3 separate regions of the Drosophila melanogaster genome follow, and all the other regions are linked to region 1. Evidence: chromatin contacts called from public Hi-C data. All regions are on one chromosome and are shown on one strand. Each heading gives the region's core, a stretch centred on a gene start, on an enhancer-like site or on the middle of the called end of the contact. The rest is flanking DNA. Distances are from core to core; before and after follow the strand shown. Region 1 holds the start of CG11122. Region 2 holds the start of trr (trithorax-related). Region 3 holds the start of pcx (pecanex).

Region 1 (4,964 bases), core at 1,645-4,144:
TTCCTGTTCGCTGCTCCCGCCTCTTGGTTGGAGCTGCAGCAGGGAGAGAAAACTCTCGTCGGCGAACGTTTGCGGCAGCAGATCGTCACCGGGATGCGAGTCCAGGCCCTCGTCCTCCTCCTCGTTTTCGCACTTGATGACCGCCTGTTCGTTCTGCTCGAGAATGATGTGCGGCAGCAGGCGGTGGTCCAGGATGAGATTTAGCTGCTCCAGCAGGCGGCGCTGCTCCTGGTTCTGCTCCTCCGTCAATGAGAGCGAGAGATCGTGCTTTTGCCGCATCGTCAGCTGCGTCCACATGTCCAACTTGGAGAGATCGCGCAGTCCCAGGTAGTTTGGCTGCTTCAGCTTCTTGACCAGCCGTCCGCCCTCGTTGATCAGCGTGAACTTCTTCACGTAGTCCCACTTCCACTTCCAACTGTGCTTCGTGTGCGGTCTCCGGCGGAATTTGGCCAGCGGTAGCAGTTCCCCCGTGCCGCCAAATTGATCCGCGGTCAGTAGAGTGGGATAGGAGGCGCCGCCAGGCCCCAGCTGACTGGGTCCGTGCAGCATAATGAGGTCTGACTTATGGGATGCGGACGACGATGTGGCTGACGTTGTGGACGTCGAAGACGAGGTGAACAGCCGTCCGTCGAGGTGATTCTGGAGGTTGTGCCGTACATTAGAGATCACATCCTTGTAGAACTTGTCATCGAACACTGAGTTGGCGACGGAGGCGGATGATGAGACGCAGGCCATGCTGGCTGGCAGCCGGAAGACTGCATCCGGATTGACAGACTCCTGCAGAGCCATGTTACCCGCTGCAGCAGTCTGCTGATGCGACTGCGACTGTTGATGCTGATGCTGATTCTGTTGCTGTCGCTGCGTCGCCGCCCGACTGCTGCTCCGGGATTTGCTGCTGGGCGTGGCCAGGGGCGGCGGCTCCTCCTCCTTGCGCTGGTTTCGATTCCGATGGCTGGGCAGACGGTTCTGGGTAAGGCCGAGGCGAAAGAGCACCGGCTCGTCGGCGCCCATCAGACCCGGTTTGGTGGCATGGCCATCCTCCGGATGATGAAGCGAATGCTGCTGGCGCTGGTGTCCCAACAGGTGATCTGCGTCCTGGAACCGCAGGCGACACGGCTGGCAGGCGAAATACTTATCTGCATGCTGCTCGCTGAGGTGCTGGAATAGCTGCTCCAAATGCTTGGCCGGCAGGCAGATCTGCGGGGGCGTGGCCTGGCGGCGATTGCCTTGCTGGCCACACCACTGGCAGCCGGGGAAGCCGCCGGCGGGATGAGAATTGGAGCTGGTGGAACGACCGCTGCAGCGTCGTTCCTGCCGCTCGGTGTGAAACTTGTCCACATGCTTGGCCTGCAGCTTGCCGGAGGCGAACTTCCTATCACAGTACAGACACAGGACCTTCGAGTGCGCGGCTCCACCCAGGCCGGCGGCCTCTTCCCGCTCGCGCTCGCGCTCCCTCTCCCGTTCTCGTTCCCGTTCCTCCGTCATCTGATGCAGCTTCTCCACCAAACGGGGCAGCCGCTCCAGCGGCAGGCTGCAGATCAGCGAGAGCGGCTCTTGTTCCGCTTCCAGCTGATCCTCGTGCGGTTCCACCTCTTCCTGTTCCGCGTCCACATCCTCCTCCTGCCGGGTCTGTCGTTTTTTGCGCGGATTAGATGAGGCAGCGGCCGTGGCTGGTGCCGTTGCCGGTCCAATTGGATTCTTGCCGTTGACCTGCTCCTCCGAGAACTTGAAGCCACGGCGCAGGCCGAAGCGCGACATGGTCTTCATGTGGAGGCCACTGGGTCGTCCGTGGTTGCGTTGCACAAGTTAACTGCTTCGCCACTCCTGCAAGCAGTGCGGGGTGTGCGGACAACAATTTACTGCTGCACGCACACTGCTTCGTTCTTCCTTCTTCTTTTTGTTGACAAATAAACCGCAAGAAGAAGCAGCGAAAAACAAAAACTACTCACACACACGTACGCACACACACTCGCACGCACACCTGCTCAATTGGAAATTATACAATAAACATTTTCAACTCCTCGAATTGATCTCGCTCTGTTATCGGACACTATTGTTTTGGCCAACAGCTATATATAGCATAACTACCACTCCACTGCACAAGACCACACTGTCCACTTGGATATCCCGACTTGGTCTCTCCTGCGTATCTAAATACGTTTCGTTTTGTTTCGTTCTATTCGTTTTGTTCTGTGTTTCGGTTCGTTGTATTGCACTGTATTCCGGGATTTCACGGGATTGCTTTCCGTTTTGTTGTTTTGTTTCTTGTTTTTTTCTTGTATATTTTGTTCTTTTCGCTTGGATACGGACCAGACCAGGAGCGCCAACGGATCCGTATCAGTGCCTTGCACTTAAATTTAAGCACGGCATTGCAGCAGCTCGACCACCAGTGTAGCGCATTCAATTTTCCCTGGCCGTTCTTTCCACCCTAACAACTGCGTTAGGAGGTATCTAACGTTTAGCCCAAATCGATGCGTGCGTACGGCGCAGAGGGGGCGGCGGCGCGGCCAGAGGGGGCGGGGCACGGCAGCAGGACAACGACGACAACGACAACGATACTTTGTGGGAAACGTACTCGGAATCGGAATCGGAATCGTACTCGTACCCGTTCTCTTTCCCGTTCTGATGCTAGCGATATTGGGGAAACGATTTTTCGGCGACGGCGGCGGCATTATCAGCCATCGAATTGTGCTATATAAACAGCAAATTCGATTTCACTGTCCTACCAGCGCTCGTGTGTGTATATATTTGGTTCGTTCGCACACGCACACATAGCACACACAGAAGCAGCAGGAGCGACCGAAATGTTAAATGTGTGTGTTTTTCTACTCTTTTTTTTTCTTATGGGAAATCGAAATCGCGTCAAAATGGTCGGGTTTTGCCAGTGTGTACACACTTGTACCCGCTGGCGAGAAAGGTACTCGAACTATCGATAGTTGCGTCTCGAGCAGCGATACTTTGGCATGGTTCTACGTGAATTGCTTAGAATAACTTGCGATTTTATCAATTACTTATAAGCGATCTGCATTCGAAATAGTTTTTGTTAGTAATAAATCTGTTATCAGCTTTTGTTCCAATCAGAGCTGGTATATATCGGGCAATTATCAGACAGCTGATTTTTTCCCATCACCAGATGCTTTGAAACGTATTAAAAAATACTTTCCGGATATTAAGTGAGAAACATGACATGTGATATTAGATTTATTTGTATACAACATTTTAGCTTTACAGACTAACTGGTATAGGATATTGTCCAATAAAGAGGAGTTGCTTTCTTATCAGAAAGAGTATATATCGAAAAAAAAAACCGATTGAAAGAGCAGCACAATTTGATAGATAAATGGCCCCATCGATAGATCACAATCGATTGCGGACAGGGTTGCCACCACAACGCACTGCTGGCTTGTTTTTGACGAGTCATTTTGGTCGCCTCGCAGAAAACGCAAACTAATAAAACGAGACTCATTGCTGAACGAAAAGAATGCCGTACAACATGGACGTACTGATACCGGAAAAGGTGCGTAGTTGCCTCTCTGCGCCGCCTGGCATGCGTACTAATTACCTCTTTCCCAATTCCACTTTTTCCACCAGGACGAGCTCTCCGACTTGAAGCTAAAAGATGCGCACAGTTCCCTGGACGAACTGGACATGGAGGATCTCTACGTGCGTTACAAGGTGAGTCGTCCACTGGTCTTCCATTTGATCACCCATCTAAGCGGCCATTGTGTTGTAGAAACTGCAAAAGACACTGGAGTTCATTGAAGTGCAGGAGGAGTACATCAAGGACGAGCAGCGAAACCTGAAAAAGGAGTATCTGCACGCCCAGGAGGAGGTGAAGCGCATCCAGTCGGTGCCGCTGGTGATTGGCCAGTTCCTGGAGGCCGTCGATCAGAACACGGGCATTGTGGGCTCCACCACCGGCTCCAATTACTATGTGCGCATCCTGTCCACCATCGATCGCGAGCTGCTGAAGCCCTCCGCCTCGGTGGCCCTGCACAAGCACAGCAACGCGCTGGTGGACGTGCTGCCACCAGAGGCGGATAGCTCCATTTCGATGCTGCAGCCGGATGAGAAGCCCGACGTTAGCTATGCGGACATTGGTGGCATGGACATGCAGAAGCAGGAGATCCGCGAGGCAGTCGAACTGCCGCTGACCCACTTCGAGCTGTACAAGCAGATTGGCATCGATCCGCCGCGCGGCGTGCTTATGTACGGTCCGCCCGGTTGCGGCAAGACCATGTTGGCCAAGGCGGTGGCCCATCATACGACGGCGTCGTTCATACGCGTCGTCGGCTCGGAGTTCGTGCAGAAGTACCTCGGCGAGGGACCGCGCATGGTGCGCGACGTTTTCAGGCTGGCCAAGGAGAACGCGCCGGCCATCATCTTCATTGACGAGATCGATGCGATTGCCACGAAGCGTTTCGATGCGCAGACTGGCGCCGATCGCGAGGTGCAGCGCATTCTGCTCGAGCTGCTCAACCAGATGGACGGGTTCGATCAGACCACGAACGTTAAGGTGATCATGGCTACCAACAGGGCGGACACACTCGATCCGGCATTGCTGCGACCTGGTCGATTGGATCGTAAGATTGAGTTCCCGCTGCCCGATCGCCGGCAGAAGCGACTCGTCTTCTCCACCATCACCTCGAAGATGAACCTAAGCGAGGATGTCGATTTGGAGGAGTTTGTGGCGCGGCCGGACAAGATCTCCGGTGCCGATATCAACGCCATTTGCCAAGAGGCGGGCATGCACGCGGTGCGTGAGAATCGCTACATCGTTTTGGCCAAGGACTTCGAGAAGGGCTACAAGAACAATATCAAGAAGGACGAGCAGGAGCACGAGTTCTACAAATAGATTATATTAATTCATACACACTACTCCCGCCCCATTTTTTCCCCCAACACACTAAACTCTTCTTTGTACGCATAAAGTTATAAACATTAATAAAAAAATAAAAAAAAAC
Region 2 (4,964 bases), core at 1,469-3,968, 9.2 Mb before region 1:
CTTCCCCATGCTGGGCGCCCGTACGTTGATAACCTTGCGGGCGGAAAGAGGTGCCGAAGCTGAGGCGGAACCAACGTGAGCCGAAGTGATGCTTATCTGGTTGAGGCTATGACTGCTGCTGTTGTTTTGGAGCAGTTGCTTTAGAAGTGCATTATCCTCCGCTGCCGAGCGTTGGTTGTTCATAGGTGTGGCGTTCACTGTAGGATTGGGTGTGCTGGGATTCGAGGCAGTTGAGGTAGATGTGGCCATTTGAATTTGATTGGCGGACTGATTTTGAACCTGGTTAATAGCCGTCATTGTGGCATTGGCGTTCAAACGCTTCTCCGGCGTGCCGATCTCCTCAGCCCGCTCCTCACTGGTCGGAGTACCAGTGCTATCCTTCACAACCGCCTCCTGTTTGACCAGTAGCTTTGCTTTAGATTCGCTGCCAACTTCTTCCAGCTTGACTACGTCCGGAGCCAGACTAACGCTGAGTTTGGTGGGCGTATTGGCGGTCGTTAGTTTCAGCTGCATTGAAGCTCCCGAGGTAGCTGATCCGGAGTTTGCAGAAGATCCCGCCTTGTCTGCACTAGAATCCTGAATCAAAGCATGATGCATCTGCAGCGCCGCCTGACTGGACAACGTGGTTGTAGTTATCATCTTCGGTTTTTGCTGGGCCATGGTCGTCTTGGACAGCACCAGGGATATGTTCTTGTTCTGAATGGAGATTATTGGCCGCGTGCCCATCATCGGACTGTTTATGCAGATGGTCCCCGCCGAAACGGAAACGGTGGAGGTGGTGGCCAGATCTGAGGCATTCCCCGAAGCCATGGTAAACGTCACGGGTGTGCCTGCTCCACTGCCTACCGCGGAGATTGATTGGCTTTGAGCAGCCTGTGAGTGCTGCTGCTGCTTAAAGATGTTAAAGCTGGGTGGACAATTGAGTGTATTCTTGTCGAGCGGCTTAATCACCACGCTGTTGATGTTGGTGAACTCCTCCGGGCCTCCAGTCGATTCCTGGGACTTGCTCTTGTTGAGAATTTTTTGAAGGTTCTCCGAGTAGGCTGTAATCTTTCGAGGCGCTGGCGCATCGTCTTCCGAATGGGCCGCAGGTCCCACAGTTGCGGAATCCTGAACCATTGCGTACGTTTGGCTGGGGTTGGTGGTGGTGATAGTCACTATGCTGCCTGTGGGCGGAGCCAGGCCTCCACCACTGGTCACCTGCAGCTGCTGAAGCTGCTGCTGCTGTTGGATCTGTTGTTGGTGCTGCTGAAGTTGCAGCATCTTTTTGCTCACCACCTTGGTGGCCACAATTTTGGTGTTCGCCGGCTTGATCTGTAGCCCCGAAAACGAGACAATGGTGCCGCTATTTTTTGGCCCGCGTTTGATAAGTTTGGTAAAGTTGTGATGTGCATGAGAATGGACGTGCGGGTGGACCTGCTGACCACCGCTTTGCTGCGCAGCACTCATTACGGTAGTCACCTGACCGCCCGGCTGCAGCAGTTGCTTGCTCTCTACAATCGTGGCTCCTCCGGCTGTGGCCGCTCCACTAGCGCTCATCAGCGGCTTGAGCAGCGGCACCGATATAGTCTTGTTGCCAATCGACACTTTCGCCGTGGTCTGCGTTACTTCCGACAGCTTCTTGGCGTTAACCATCAGCTGGGTTTTCATCTTGGGGTGAAGATTCACCCGGTTTAACAATGTTGTAGTGGGCGTTTGGCTACCAGTGGCCGTGGTATTGAAGATGTTGTAGTTCGTGTGACCGGATTTCTGTGTGAGGATTGTAGTGGTGCCGGCTCCACTGACTCCTGCCGTTCCGTTGTTAGCGTTTAAAATAATGGTGGAGGTAGTAGCTCCAATAGGCGTTCCTGCTGGTGTTCCCGTTCCGGTGGAGTTACCCACAGATGTAGAGCTATCCGCGCCGCTGGCTGGCATCAGTACGTAGTCGAGGTCCTCAGATTTGCCGGAGTTTTCAGCATGATCCTGCCCCGAGCCACTGGGCTCGATGGAAATGACGGACGCGGTTGACGATGATGACGAGGCCGACGATGAGGCACCCTCCTTTTTGGTAAAGCTGGTAAAGGCTGTGTTTCGGTGTAGCAAAGGGTTAGATTGACTGTTCCTTGGAGTGCTGATTCTGTACTCACTCTGCTTGTCAGCGTCCTCCGCCTTGATGGCACCCATCTCAGTGCCGGAGCCGAAGTTGCACACTATGATCTGCTGATCGCGGGCGTCCCAGACGCCGTCCGCCGTCTCGACATCCTGCGGCTCCGACGCAGCTTTTACCTGCGCCTTAGCCTGCTGTCCACTCCGCTGGTAGAGGAGCTGCTGCGGCGCGGTGCTCGACGCTTTGGCGGGCAAACTGGGCGCTGCCGTTCCAGTTCCGAGAAGCAGCTCCGTCTTGGCCTTCTTGCGCGTGGGATCCTCCGCCGGAGTGGCGGTGTCGTCGCCGCTGCGCTTCTGCAGGCTGACCGCATTGAAGGCAGCGGCGGCCACGGATGCTACTCTTTCGGGTTTCGCCTTTTCGGCGGCACCAAGCGATGTTGTCACCTTCGGTATATTCATAACAAACACACAAGTGGAAACGCGGAACGCCGGATGCGATGCGCTGCGTTTCGTGGGACGGGAAGGGCGGCGGTCTAGCTAGCTAGGGCTCGCGCGGCCTGCTTTTTTTTTTACCGAGCGAAAACATGCACGATTAGTCAAAAAAATTTTATTTTCGTGTATGCAGAGCAGTGTTACCAGATGGTAAAACGACCATTACCCTGAAACGTTCTTACCCATCCCTGGTTTTCCACTCAGAAACCCACCACTTTTCCCATCCCATTTCAACATATCGCCATGGCGGTTGCAATCGAATAACGTTTGTACAGCAATCATTTTTCGTTAACTTCAGAAGTTTTTAATACATAACATAATTATTGTGTTCCACGTGCAATATGGCACATTTTCAACTGCAAGAATAAACCATAGTCTGGACAGGGCCGTCAGCTCACTCGACCAATCGGTGGTCTATCGATATATGTTTTTAGCACCACATTTATTAGCTCGATCTGGCAACGGTGGCCGTTGATGCAACACATCTTTGCACAATACAATTTTATAAATAAGTAATATATTTTGACATAAACTCACCATGCTCTCATTAAAGTTAGTCTCCCAGCTCTTTAAGCAAAGCCTTGCGTGTAAGTTGCAGTGGCGCTTCCTGCCTAGCCACATCCAATCCGATAACAGTTTGCAACAAACCACTTAAACTTTTCTTTGCAGCGGGCAACATGGCAATTGTCAACACAGCCGGTCTTAAGTATTTCGCTCCGCCTATTAAATACCAGAGTAAGTAGTTGCATTTAAATGTGCACAATGAATTTAGAGCAATAAATGAATGAATGTGGGAACCCCCAGATGTGGAGCAGCCGGAGAGACCCAAGCTGAGGGTCATTGAGCGCCAGCCCCAGCTGCCGCCAAACATCCGTCCGCCAAAGATGCAGAAGCGCCTGCGATACATGCGCGGTCCGGAGATGGTGCACAACACGCTGCTCCATAAGCAGTACGCAATCGTGGCCACTGGCGGAGGGCGCCTGCGCTGGGGCCACTACGAAATGATGCGTTTGACCATCGGACGCAAGATGAACGTCAACACTATGTTCGCCACATGGCGCGTTCCCGCACCCTGGCAGCCGATCACTAAGAAGGGCCAGGGCCAACGGATGGGCGGCGGAAAGGGAGCCATCGACCACTACGTGACCCCCATCAAGGCCGGTCGCGTCATTGTCGAGATAGCCGGCAAGTGCGAGTTCGTTGAGGTCAAGCAGTTCCTGCAGCAGGTGGCCAACCAGCTGCCCTTCCAGGCCACCGTCGTTTCCCAGGAGATGCTCGACGAACAGCGCGTCGCCGAGGAGGAACAGACCCGCCAGAATGAGAACCCCTTTACCATGAAGTACGTGATCCAGAACAACCTCAGCGGCTGCCACCGTTGGCTCTCGCCCGTGGACCACAAGTGGTTCGGCAAGCACCTGTAGATGTATAGCTTCAATTAATAAAGCCATCCTTCGTTAATCTGTTACGAAACTGTTTCAAGTACTTTTGAAAACTGGAAATATCTTAAAGTAGGTTCGAACTTCGAACTTAGGGCTCGTTGTTCCAAGCCGTGACTCTGCGGCACCCAATTGTGGAGCAAATAAGAAAAACGCCATATGAAGGGAAATGTACGAGTTCTATTGCAAACATTTGTTTAATTTTCCATTTCGTTTACGTGGGTAATATGTAATGCATCATATAATATGTTTTTCTTGCCGTTTCGTTCGCATTATAATAAATGTATAATATTATGCATGTATGCGTGTGTGTATGCTTTGTCGCGGGGTATGGTGTGTGAGCAAATAGCCTTCTCCCACGGACTTCAGTTCTGGAAGCAGAACTTTGACCTGCCGCAGCTCCTCGTATTTGTCAAGTAAAATCCACACCTTCGTTGATCTAGTCAAGTTTCGGTGATCGCGATTCCGGGATCCGGGATGGAATCAAAGCCGGTGGAAGAGGGCTATTGTGCAGGGATGGGAATTCGTGTGTTTTATGTTATGGGGTCGAATGGATACTCGACCCTTACCCTTAGCTCGGCTTGTCTAACAATCGGTATCGTACCAGGCAGCCAGGTTGTTGTTGTCATTGGGTGGCGTCGGCATGGCGTCCAAGTCAAAGTTCAATGCACCGGCATCAATCTCGCCAACGTCCATGTCCATGGAATAGGGCGAAGTTGGTGCGCCGCTAGGCGGAATGGCGCCGATGTTACCACCGCCGCCGCTAGCTCCGCCTACAGCTCCACCATTGCCGGGAGCACCGCCAGCACCGCCGCCGCCCACTGGGCTGCTGATCTCCAGACCCTGCATCGAATCTATTGGTAGAGTATCATATCCTGTGAACAAACGAGATGGGCAAAGAATGATAGGGAATATTGTGATTAGTGGAGAGGATTTACAATCTCCGCCAGC
Region 3 (4,964 bases), core at 1,242-3,741, 8.9 Mb before region 1:
GGCAAATCGCCTGTACGATTGCATAATAGAAATATGCTCCATGTGCATGCGATCTATTTGTAACGTATTTCTCTATTTCTCGCGTTACGTGCCATGTACTCAAGTTAGCCGGGGAGTCGGGCGGGGGCTTAATAAATAAATCCAGGGGCTGAGCGACCATGCAACATATCTTTGTGAGTATTAAACACACGCTGCACTCCTGCTATTTACGTTGACTGAGTTTGGGTCTTCGGTGTGGGGCTCCGGCTCCTAGCTATTGAGTGCAGTTTTCCGTGCCTTCCGTCTGCGTGAGCTGCTGAAAAAAGGCATAGCTTTAGAAGAAGTTCACACACAGCCGAAACAAAACGGAAAAACAAAGAAAATAAACAATGGTAAAAACCCATCAATGGGGACGGAGCTCTCATGCCCTGCAAATTGGGGGAAAACCGAAGTCAGGGGTTACATTAATTCGGTGAATTGGGCAACCAATAAAGGTGGCTTTAGAAGATCCGAGCTTTTTATCTGATAGGTAATTGCAAAGTCTAGGTCTAATGTAACGCAAAAATTAGTAGCTAATACAGGTGCAAACTCCATACTTTCGTTGTGGGCTTTTATATACATAATATACACGCGTGATTTCTTCTTATTTTTAACAGTGCAAATTCCACAATTTGGGGCTAGCCTCCGTCTCGGTAGAGAGTAGTCCTCCTCTGGCTGAAAACCACCCACAATCCATGACACGATGATCGCTGCCATCCGAAATGAATGGAAATTGCAGGTTTTTCACTGAGCAGCCAACTCCGCTGTTTCGCGGCGCGTGCGCAGAAGCTCCACCAAGTGTGGCTCCACCAAAGCAGAGCGAGGCCCATGGCTCTGCCCATATCGTTGGTGGTGGACTGCGTCACGGAAGCGCAGAAGCCGCCAACTGGCGTCGGGGTATTCGTATTCCACCGCATTCCGTGTGCCTGCGCCTGTATAAATAAAATGGTCGCAGTGGGGCAGCAATCAAAGCAGCCGCTTCGTCGGAGCCTTCAACACCTCAGCACCTGGGTCTCAAGCCAAGCGATATGGATAACCGCAGTTTGGTGAGTGGCGACCGGGTATTGCAACTACACAAGGATTACACCCGATATCCGTGCTCCCTCTATTCGCAGCTCCTGAGGCTCTCAATTGTGGTGGCGCTGGTGTTGCTTCTCGTCTGCGTGCCGGAAACGGATGCGGGGTATGGATTATCATGGGGACTACTGGGCCAGATAGAGGATACATCGCGGCACAGGCCCCTTAACTTAAAGCGTCATTCAGATTAACGAACATTTTACAACTTCAAATCATAGAAAGCCAATCACTCTCGCTAAATAATTTCAAACGAACTTAGCTAAAATATTTAACTTAAGCTATATTAATAATCTTCCAAACGAAAAGTGTATGGAATCAAATAATTTATTAGGTTAAAAATGTATTTGCTATCCTTTTCAGGGGCCACCAGAAAAAAAAGAAAATCGTGATCCACGTGCCCATTCACAAGAAAATCGAAACGCACATACACACCGTGGTGAAACACGTGCACCACCACCACAAGCCACTCGTCCTAAAGGAGGAGAAGAAGGTGATCCACGAGGACCACCGACCCATCCAGATTCACCAGACCAAGGAACACATTCACCACCACGAGAAGCACGATCACCATGATCACCACGACCACCACGACCATCATGACCACCACGAGCACCACCACCCACTTCCGCCTCCGGTGGCGCCTCCAGCGCTGCCGGAACTCGAAGAGGAGGAGGAGCACATCCACCACCACCACAACTATGAGCACAGGGGCGGACTGCGAGACGACTTCATTGGCGGTGACGGGAGCAGCAGTGAGGAGCGCTGACTATGCAGCGCCCATGTGGGGGCGCAGACTGACCGGATGCGGCAGACGTGGACCGATCGATCGGATCATCCCGGATTCTTGTGATTCCCTAGATACGTACGCACTCTTTTTGTTTTTTTTTTTTTTCTAGCCTAATGGAAATGTGAACGGAAATAAAGTTAAATCGGAGGAAGGACTTAGTTTTAGAGAAGTGTTAAGGGCAACCAAAGACAAGGTTATTCATATTAGTTTTTTAGCCTTGCCATTATTTACTAAGTTAGGCTCTACGTAATGTTAGTAACGGGGTTTGGTAGTTTTAGCCCTTAAAACATTTATTTCTTTTGAATAAAATTGTACATTCATGGATATATAATTTACTATTAATAAATATGTTTTATATTACACTCAATTAATCGCTGTTAAAACGTATAAAAAGTTTACGAAAATTGAAGGTAATTTCATAAGAAATTATTAAGTTAACAAATTTAATTAATGGTAATGTAAAAAAGTGTGTAAAAGAAAGAAAATTTTAAATTTAAATACCAGACTGCAGTGTTACCATTTTTCCTAGTAATATCGAAGTGCGATAGGGCCCGATAGGTTCGGGCCAATAATCGATGACAGGACAGGCTCTAAACAAAAGAAAAAAATTAAAATTACAGCAGGATTGCGAGCGATATTCGTTTTATCCCATTGCAGCATCATTGAGATCCCGGAAAACAAACAACGGCGTAACGCCAGTCCGGAGTTGGAGTGTTTCCAGAGGAGCCGCAGCATTGTCTCCTGTCCCACAGCTTTCCCTCAAAAAAACCAGCGACTCTGCCTTTGCCTTCCCCTCCGCCCCCGTTCACCACCCACGCTACCACCGCCTCCCAAGGCCTCGCCCGCAGACCACGCCCCCCGCCTGCAGCTTGGCAGGCTTACTCAGCAAATAAACAAACGGAAGAGTGACGAAGTGCAGCGGCAGCAGAAGCAGCAACTCCTACTGTGAGTAATCCGGAAGCTGGAGCAGCAAAAGCGTGGATCCTCATCCATTCGGCGGCTAAGCGATGCAGTATAGGCCACCATGGGTTCACAGACCTTGGAGATTCTGCGCCAGGGCGTGTGGGCCTCGCTGACCGGCGGTTACTTTTACGATCCGCATCAGGGTGTCTTCTGCAACGTGGTGCACCTTTACCTGTGGCTCTACCTGCTCTGCTCGCCCTTCGTGGCCTACCTGGTAAGTAGTGACCGAGTGTAGTCCTAAGTAGTCCGTTCATAGATCTTCTTGCAGTACTTTCCGAGCACTTGGTTGACATGGTGCCTGTATTGCGTGATAACGAGCTTAACCATACTGATGGTAAAGCTGGCCAATCTGGCGCTGCACAGGCTCTACGATCGCGCACAGACCATGTCCGAGGGGAACCTAAAGGGGCAGTTCGTGAAGGTCACCAAGGAAACGGAACCGCGCCACGACGACGAGGGCGGCATCGAGATGAAGGTCATCCGACCGGGCGGCTCACGCATTTCCGGCGAGCAGGCCATTAATGAAGCAAGCGAGGAGAACAGCATCATGTCCATCGACAACGTGAACAGCATTATTGGTGAGTGGTGCTTCTTGTGCACACGTGCTATAGCCTAAGAACTCCTCTTCGCAGATCTCAAGGTCGATGTGCATCGCAAGAACAGCTCGGAGTCCATTGAACTGATGTTCTACGCCCCATCCATGCTATCCGGCGGTAGCCAACAGGATCAACAATCGCTGGCTGGTTCCGCCAGCGTTAGCAAGTCCATTCGGAGTACAGGACCGGGCGGAAACTCGTCCACCAGCGCCGCCGCTCAAGCAGACATGTTCAACAAGTACCTCACTGTCTATCCGGAGGTTGTCGAGGCGGCTGGAAGCAGTGCGGGTAGCGCAGATGGAGGAAGTAGTGGTGGCGACAGTAGATCAGGCGCAGCAGTGAGTACACTGGGACATACAGGAGCGGGAACAGCACCAGCCCAGCACGTACGCACTGGACATCTGTCGCGCAAGTGTTCTGAGGTGTTTAGCCGCCGCCATCGACGACGTCTCGAACGGCAGAGCAGCTTGGACACAGCGGCGGCAGCTGCAAACTCCAACGCGGAAAACAAGTTGATGCGCAATCAGTCGGATACGATAGCCACAGCGGCACCCTCGTTCCTGCACTCTCAGCCAACGAACAAGGCGCGCGGTCAGACCAATCCGCGTCAGCACTTTATAACCAGCGCCCCATCAACAGGAATAGGCGGAGGAGATGCTCCCACTTCATCTACCGCCGTCGTTGTCATTGCCCCCGCCTCGAACTCATTGGTTAATCCTGGACGTTCCTCACGTCTGCAGCGCCACAGAAGTTCGGAGACGCATGACGAGCGGCTGAAGCACCAGAGCCGTGGTGGACTCTTCCAGCCCATTCTTCAACTTCCGCACCACAGTGCAGCCAGCAGCATCGGCGCACTGGCAGTGCTCGGTGGAGGAGGCAATGTTGCCGCAAATGATGTGGAAGACATGGAACTGGGCCTGGTTAGGAATGCGGGCAGCGGCGGAGTGGCGGATGCTTGTAGCCGGGCACTACAGTCCTGGATATTAGGTAAGCTGATACAATATCAGAACTCTTCATTGTCGTAGTTTAGAAATCTCAATAAATTAGTTTTAATATGTACTATGTTGCCCATTTAGATCCCTTTCCGGATGGGTACCTGGAGGACGATAGCTACACCAAATCTGATCTGGGCATTGAACAGCCACACCAGCCAACTTTCCGCACCCAGCATCGTCATCACCATCACCACCACCACCTGCATCATCACCTAGGAGGTGCAATCATTCGTAAGGATCCAACCAGCACAATGTCTGCACTTCAATTGGCTGCAGTCACCCAGCCAGGAACGGGAGGATCGGTAACAGGCGGTGGTGGAGCAGCAGGTGGAGGTGGATCTGCTGCTGGTATGAAGCGACGCAGACATTCCAACGCTACGAGCTACAAGCACGGCTCGAGCCAGAGCAACAAATCGTCTCTGGTGGGCGGCGGAGGTTCCAGGGGTCCGTCTGGAGAAGCAGGCACTTCCGGAGGGGCCGGAGGAACTGGTGGAGTGAGGCGCATTAAGAGCGCAGCCCTGGAGGTTC

What was found. Hi-C and Micro-C count contacts between places; a contact is called where the count stands out from the background.
Region 2: a Hi-C map of the Kc167 cell line shows a contact between it and region 1, with 2.7 times the contacts expected there. The contact joins the promoter of trr here to the promoter of CG11122 in region 1.
Region 3: a Hi-C map of the Kc167 cell line shows a contact between it and region 1, with 4 times the contacts expected there. The contact joins the promoter of pcx here to the promoter of CG11122 in region 1. A contact is called at or near these places in 5 of 107 Hi-C or Micro-C datasets (the D17-c3 cell line, the Kc167 cell line, embryo and 1 more).

What each region holds. Positions count from the first base shown.
Region 1 is chrX:11,121,832-11,126,795 of dm6, forward strand. CG11122 reads right to left here and starts at 2,895. Exons shown (of 3, transcript NM_132457.2): 1 at 1-2,895. The coding sequence starts at 1,767. Rpt3 (Regulatory particle triple-A ATPase 3) reads left to right here and starts at 3,270. Exons shown (of 3, transcript NM_001298179.1): 1 at 3,270-3,517; 2 at 3,592-3,675; 3 at 3,734-4,954. The coding sequence starts at 3,482. The coding sequence ends at 4,855.
Region 2 is chrX:1,887,232-1,892,195 of dm6, forward strand. It overlaps trr (trithorax-related), which reads right to left and starts at 2,719. Exons shown (of 6, transcript NM_166911.4): 1 at 1-2,719. The coding sequence starts at 2,544. It overlaps mRpL16 (mitochondrial ribosomal protein L16), which reads left to right and starts at 3,025. Exons shown (of 3, transcript NM_001272219.1): 1 at 3,025-3,164; 2 at 3,247-3,312; 3 at 3,382-4,251. The coding sequence starts at 3,116. The coding sequence ends at 3,998. It overlaps arm (armadillo), which reads right to left. Exons shown (of 7, transcript NM_057317.4): 7 at 4,170-4,888. The coding sequence ends at 4,599.
Region 3 is chrX:2,222,805-2,227,768 of dm6, forward strand. It overlaps pcx (pecanex), which reads left to right and starts at 2,492. Exons shown (of 10, transcript NM_001272254.2): 1 at 2,492-3,059; 2 at 3,102-3,423; 3 at 3,478-4,428; 4 at 4,518-4,964. The coding sequence starts at 2,907. CG14052 reads left to right here and starts at 950. Exons shown (of 3, transcript NM_001272252.1): 1 at 950-1,064; 2 at 1,134-1,201; 3 at 1,456-2,165. The coding sequence starts at 1,047. The coding sequence ends at 1,861.